2 separate regions of the Anser cygnoides genome follow, and region 2 is linked to region 1. The links are chromatin contacts, called in public Hi-C maps. All regions are on one chromosome and are shown on one strand. Each heading gives the region's core, a stretch centred on a gene start, on an enhancer-like site or on the middle of the called end of the contact. The rest is flanking DNA. Distances are from core to core; before and after follow the strand shown.

The links. Hi-C and Micro-C count contacts between places; a contact is called where the count stands out from the background.
Region 2: a contact with region 1 is called in a Hi-C map of liver, with 2.0 times the contacts expected there. The contact joins the promoter of CDCA8 here to the promoter of UTP11 in region 1. A contact is called at or near these places in 2 of 7 Hi-C or Micro-C datasets (granulosa cells and liver).

The regions. Positions count from the first base shown.
Region 1 is chr24:4,415,007-4,418,135 of Taihu_goose_T2T_genome, forward strand. It overlaps UTP11 (UTP11 small subunit processome component), which reads right to left and starts at 1,594. Exons shown (of 8, transcript XM_048073245.2): 1 at 1,305-1,594; 2 at 1,142-1,203; 3 at 627-729; 4 at 373-486. The coding sequence starts at 1,367. FHL3 (four and a half LIM domains 3) reads left to right here and starts at 2,030. Exons shown (of 6, transcript XM_048073244.2): 1 at 2,030-2,192.
Region 2 is chr24:4,618,640-4,621,768 of Taihu_goose_T2T_genome, forward strand. It overlaps CDCA8 (cell division cycle associated 8), which reads right to left and starts at 1,511. Exons shown (of 10, transcript XM_048073264.2): 1 at 1,331-1,511; 2 at 423-551; 3 at 122-162. The coding sequence starts at 1,412. AIRIM (AFG2 interacting ribosome maturation factor) reads left to right here and starts at 1,622. Exons shown (of 4, transcript XM_048073265.2): 1 at 1,622-1,925; 2 at 1,996-2,175; 3 at 2,256-2,374; 4 at 2,749-3,129. The coding sequence starts at 1,657. The coding sequence ends at 2,789.

The sequences.
Region 1 (3,129 bases), core at 344-2,843:
GTGTATGGATCAACATTAGAGCATGAAACAGAAGTCAGATTTCTACTGATTCTGTCTACCTGCTTCAGCAACAATAATCCTCAGCTCTATACAGATCAGAAGCAAGGTACATGTTTAGTGTCTGAAATTTACATTAAAATTGCCATGTTTTATAATAACATACGGTATAGTTTTTAGTAGTTTTCTGTAGGTTCTATATACTGAGCTCCACTGACATTTCCATCTATCATTTCCAGTATTACATGAACGAGATTTCTCTGAACATAAACACAATATCCATCACCATCAGCAACCCCTCCCCAAAGGAGAGGAAAAAAAATTACAGTAAAAACAATTCTGGGCAAAATGGAAACTGAAAAAGTGAAGCATTACCTTGGCTTCTGCAACTCTTTTCATTTCTACATACTTAAGATCCTGTGTCTTCATCAATTTTGCCTGTTCAGGAGTCACTTCATCCTTTGGTTGTCTAATTACATGAACTCCATCCTAAAAACAGATGGAACATAGCACTTAAACTTCCACAGCACCAAGGTAAGTCTGCTATTTTGTTTACTAATTCGTAAATTAAAAAACATAACTTGTTACTTGGAGCTGCAGTGTAATCCCACCTGAAGATAGTTTCTTACCTTGAGCCGTGTGTTTATCATCTTAAAATAAAACTCATCGGGATTCTTGTCCAGAGCTTTCTTCTGAAGTGCTCTGAGGGCATTTTGCTTCTTGTTATAGTCCCTGGAAAAAAAGAAAGAGCAATTCAGCATTTCTCCATGTCCGCATTCCCTGAGGTGATGCTGAGTCCCTCAGAGCGATGCTCAGCACCGTGATATGACAGCCAAGGCTCCCTGTACCAAGCTGGACACCAACAATCAACTTCAGCCTCATAACTTATTCCTCAGCAAAGCTGGAGATGAACAGTGTTGAGGAGCAAGTGCTGTCCAACTGTCCAGCTTAGCCCTCCTGGACCTTCCGCGGGGTCAGCCATTAAAAACAGAAGACAGCACTTGTAATTCCTTTATTATTTGCAGTGATAACAGCGTGAGGCCTTTCCGCACGTCTCACTGCCCATGTGTGGGGACTCAGGACAGGGCCGGGCACGGCCATGGTGCAGCCCCGGGGGGCTCCCTCCCGGCTCTCCCCGACTCACTCCGCTCGCAGCTTGTAGTCCTTCTTCTTCTCCAGCAGCCCCAGCTTCTTCCGAGAGGCGGGCTGCGGGGAAAAGCGGGACAGGAGATGAAGGGGCCGCCGGCAGCGAAGCCCGAGGGCCCGCACCGGAGCCCCGCGGCCCGCAGCGGGGGGATGGCGCTCACCTGGGCCCGCTCGCGGTGCTGCCGCTGCCCGGACTTGGCGGCCTTCCTGAAGGAGGCCGACATGGCGGAGAGGGGACGGGGTCGGTACCGGGAACCCGGTGGCGGCGGCGGCCGCGTGAGGAGCCGGAGCCGGAGCGGGCGGGGCAGGGCCTAGGCCGCAGGCTCCACGCGTCACGTAATGGCGGCCGGTGGCGCCGTCTCCATGGTGACAGCGGCGCCCGCCCGGGCCCCGCGGCCTTCTCCGGTGCGGGCCCAGCCCTGTCCCGGGGCTCGTTTATTGTCCCCCCCCCGGGGCTCCTCGCCCTCAGGCTGTGATGGCCGCAGCCCCCCCGGTTCTAACTCCCCGCTGCCGGGGCATGGAGCTTTGCTCCCCCCCCCGACTCCCCCCTTTCCCCGCCGCCGCCATCCCCGGTGCCCTGCAGGCGATCGGTGCCACGGGGGCGACGCCGGTGGAGGGGCCGAGCCGGGGCCCGGGGGGCTCCGCGGGGCATCCCCCCGGTGCTGGGACCTCCCGGCAGCGCCGTGCTCCCCCCGCCCTCCGCCTCCCCGGGGGGTTCCCACGGGTGCCGTGGGGGCGCACCCGTGGCTGATCCCTGCCGGTTTCAACCGGGGGCAGGGCGGCTCCGTGCCGCCGAGCCCACCGCCCCCTGCACGGCACGGCTCGGCTCGGCTCGGCTCGGCACGGCACGGCACGGCTCGGCTCACCGCCCCTCGGCTCCGCTCCGCCCCGAGCCGGGCGGGGCAGTGCCGGGCTCCGCCGCCGGCTGGGGAGCGGTGCCGAGCCGTGCCGAGCCATACGGAGCCGTGCCGAGCCGAGCCGAGCCGAGCCGTGCCCAGCCTGCCCATCGTCGGGGCGAGCAGCGAGCGCGGCCCCGGGGCGCCGAGCAGGTGGGGAGAACCGGGCCAGGGGGCTCCGAGGGGGCACGGGCAGCCCCGGGGCACCGGGGGAGGGCTGGGGGAAGAGGGGGGGACCGAGCATCCCCGCGGGACCCCGGCTGGGTTTGCCCCTGCCCGAGGTGGATCCTGCTCGGAGATCTTCACCGGGTTTGCTCGAGGAAGCACAGCGAATGCCGTTTTCTAAAAGAAAAGAAAGGGAAAAAAAAAAAAACCTTTCTGCCGTTCCTCTTTCCCAGACTGTGAAGCTGCAGTGCTTAAGCTGTGTTTTATTAAAGCTCTGAAACTTTACCCGACCAATAAACTCTGAAGTAAAGTTAAACCAAATGCTCAAGCTTAGTGCAGAGAAACGTTCAGCACGCCCTAACGGGCTGCTGTGTGTCCAGGGAGTCCCAGGGTAGGTATGGGGTAAGGCTTCTCCAGCCTTTGCTTTTTTCTTCTTAAACAAAAGCTCAAACGTCACAGCTGGCATCTTGTGGCTTTGAAAAATAGCTCAGCATCGCTGCAAAATGTGTTTTACTGAATGCAGTTTGGTTTCAGATGGCTATATGCTCTCTTGCAGGTAAGGTTTTCTCTTTTGGTTTCGAGCTCTGTAGGTATTTTGCACCTGCGGTTACATTAATTGCTTTGTCTCTTTCATGAGAATGCATGGAAATGCTGGAGGTACTTTACAGTTAGGTTAAAGCGTGTTGGGAGGAATTGCTCTGCGCTGACTCAAAGCTGAAATAGATGGCGTATGCTGGTGGTTACTTATCTCCGTAGCGCAGGCATTGATACTGAGATCTCTCTACTTGGATTTGAATTTAATACGTTCACTGTTTCTCTGTTTTGAAAATCATAAAGAAATGTTTCCAAATCAGAAAACCTGTCATAGGAGCGTGGGGAAGGCCGCTGTGGACCAGACCTTAGGTCTGATGAGCTGGTGGCAGCA
Region 2 (3,129 bases), core at 261-2,760, 200 kb after region 1:
TACAAAGTTCTTAGTGTAACCTGTATTACTGCAGCACTCCTACAGATTCAAGAACCCCTTTGTTTCCTACAGGGCTGTACGACACTATCAAGCAAGTTTAATATTTATGTTGAATACTTACCGTCGCTGCCGCTTCCAAGGCCTTTTTACTCCCGCCTTTAGCTAGAAAGAAAACATTTTTTTTTAAAAGTGATCCACAACAGCTCCTACAATAAGCACAGCTGTATTTTAACACTGCACTAGAACAAAAAGCAGCACAAAGTGGTTTTCCTAGTAGTGAGCAAGCAGCCTCAGATGGATACCAGCACTCTGAGACACCCACAGGCTTTCTGCTTGTGCAAGTCCACTCGCCTCGACTTTTTGCTGCCCTTTCAGCACCGTTTAAAGGGAGGAACACCCCCACCAGCCCAGCACCCCCATACCGAAGTACTCGAGCCAGTTCATCTCACGGAGGGCCACGGGCAGCCGGAGGATCTCGATGTCGTACAGGTTCTCTACCTCCTTGACCAGGCGCTGCCCGTTTGCCTGAATCTGCTCGACCCGGCTCCTCACTGTGGGGACAGGGGCATAGGGTCGTGCTCGGCTCTGGGCCCAAGACACCCCCTCCCCCCAGAAAACCGGTCCCAGGACCCCCCCCCAAAAAATCCGAGAAAAAACCGGTCCCGAGACCCCCATCACCCCCCTTCCCCCAAAACCAGGCTCAACCACCACCCCCCTCGCCCCCCCTCTCAACCAGGCCAGCCCTCCTCTTATCCCCCCCCACCCCAAACCGGGTCCCACCATTGACACCCTGCCCCCTCTAATACCGGGTCCGGCCGCACCCCAAAAATGGACCCAGGCCCCCGCCCCCAAACTGGACCTGGCTGACACCCCCCACCCAAAACCGGGCCTGGGGCCACCCCCTCAAAAAAAAAAAAACGGTTCCAGTACCACCCCGCCCCCCCAAACCGGGCCTGGGGTCGCTCCCTCCTAAAAGCCGGTCCCGGTACCGCCGCCCCCCCTTCCAAGAACCGGAACCAGAATCCCCCCCCCCCAAAATCAGGCTCGACCGCCCCCCCCCCCAACCACGCCCGACCACCCTCACCCCCTCCCCTTCCAAAACCGGGTCCCTCCGCCCCCCCCCTAGACCAGACCTGGCTGCCACCTACCCCCCAAAACCGGGCTTGGGGCCGCTCCCCCCCCCCGCCCCAAAAAAGGGCCCGGAGACTCTCACACCCCCCCCCCCCCCAACCCCCTCCTCCAAAAAAACGGGTCCGGTGCCCCCCTCCCCCCCAAACCGGTCCCGGGGCCGCCCCACCACCAAAACAAAACCGCTCCCAGACCCCCCCACCCTCGCGGTCGAAGTCCTTGAGGAATGCCGCCAGCTTCCTGCTGCGGGCCCCCGCGGCCGCCTTCTTGCGCGAGGGCGCCATGGCGGAGCCGCGGGGCCTGGAGGTGCCGCTGCCGCCGTGCGAGCCCGGCCCGCCCCAGCGCTGCCGCCGTTGCCGCCGCCGCCCGCGCCGCGTTTAAACGCAAGCCCCGCCCACCCGCCGCCCAATCAGAACCCGGAGAGCGCCGCGCGGCCAATCAGAGCCGAGCTCGGCGGCGGCGCCGCCATCCGAGCCTGGCGCCGCTTGGTAACGTCGGCGCGGGGAGCGCTTCCGGGAGGGCGCTAAGATGGCGGCGGCGGCGGCGGGAGTGATGGTGGCGGCGCTGCGGGAGTGGGCTGCGGCGGCGGCGCGGCAGGAGGCGGCCCGGAGGGAGGCGCTGGCCTCCTGGGAGCCGCTGCTGGTGTCTCTAGCCGGGCTGGCGGAGCAGCTGCGGGCGGCGCGGAGGCTGGCGTGGGGCTCCTCGCCGCTCGGGGCCTTCGGGGAGCTGCGGGAGCGGCTGTGGAGGAAGCAGCGCGGCGCGGCCGAGGCGCTGCTGGAGCAGCTCGGCCGGCGGCGGTGAGGGGGGGAGGCGCCGGGGCCGGGCTGGGTGCCGGGGTGCGAGGCTCGGCTGAGCTGTGCCCCGCAGGGAGGAGCTCCGCGCCCTGAGGGACGCCGTCGGGGCCGGCGCCGCCGCCGTGCTGCGGCTCTACGAGGAGAGAGCGGCGGAGCTGGGCCTGGCCGAGAGCCTGCGGCGCGGGCCTCGCCGCCCGTCGCTGGCTGATGTGCTGGAAGGGCTGCAGGATGTGGAGCGGTACTACCGGTACCTGTATCCTTGCGGTGGGGGGTTCTCCTGGGGGGGGTGGCGGGTGCTGCTTTGTGTGTTTGTTGGCCTTACGGAGCCCGCAGGTACCTGGAGAGCAAGCTGTTCCTGCTGCGCATCAGCTGCGACAGCCCAGAAGACATGGAAGCTCTCCCGCAGGCCTGGAAGAGGATTTTGGAGCGGTACGAGGAAGACACTGTTCAAGGTAGCTCTTCATGGGGCAGACCCGAAGGGCGTTTCTCAGCCCTGGAGGCTGAAGGCCTGCCAACCACCCAGCTCCTGTGTTGGTCTCAGTAGCAGTGGGTGAACTTGCTTCCTTTGCACTGATTCTTTGCAATCTGTGCTCAGATCTTGTAAATGATTTGGTGGTAAATACTAGCCTTTGCACCCAAGCATCATCTGGGAGCGATGCCTTTTCTCCCATTATAATGGGGGCTTAGCAATCCATTTCACTAGCTCTATGAAGTTGGCTTTATATACATTTCTCTTGATTGTTTCAAGTTAAATTTTTGCAGGTACGGAACACAAATAAAATGTGTTAAACTAATGGCTTTTTTTTTTTTTTTCCCCCCAACTCAGATGTTCTTCTTAAGGTCTCTCTCTTTTTGGACAACCAGTGACAGCTGCCCTGCTAACCAGGCTCCAGATGGAAAATCCAAGGAGGACTGATGTTGACCAGCTTCTATGAGTGCCCAGTATATTCTGAGATAACCACAAAGAGGAAGATGAGTTGAGGAAGCTTTACTGATGGTGTTTTGGAAGCTGAATGAGTTGGCATTGGTAGGAAATGCTTGGACTGTTCCGTTTTCAAATGGAGATGGACTTAACGTCTGAAGAAGAGGTTGAGCTGATCAAGTCATAGCAATAGAAGGGAGTCAGCATCTTCAACTATGGAAGTCATCCTTTCTTTTTCCTGCTATGGGTGTTTTGTATACAAAAAAAAAAAAACGTTGAAACTTA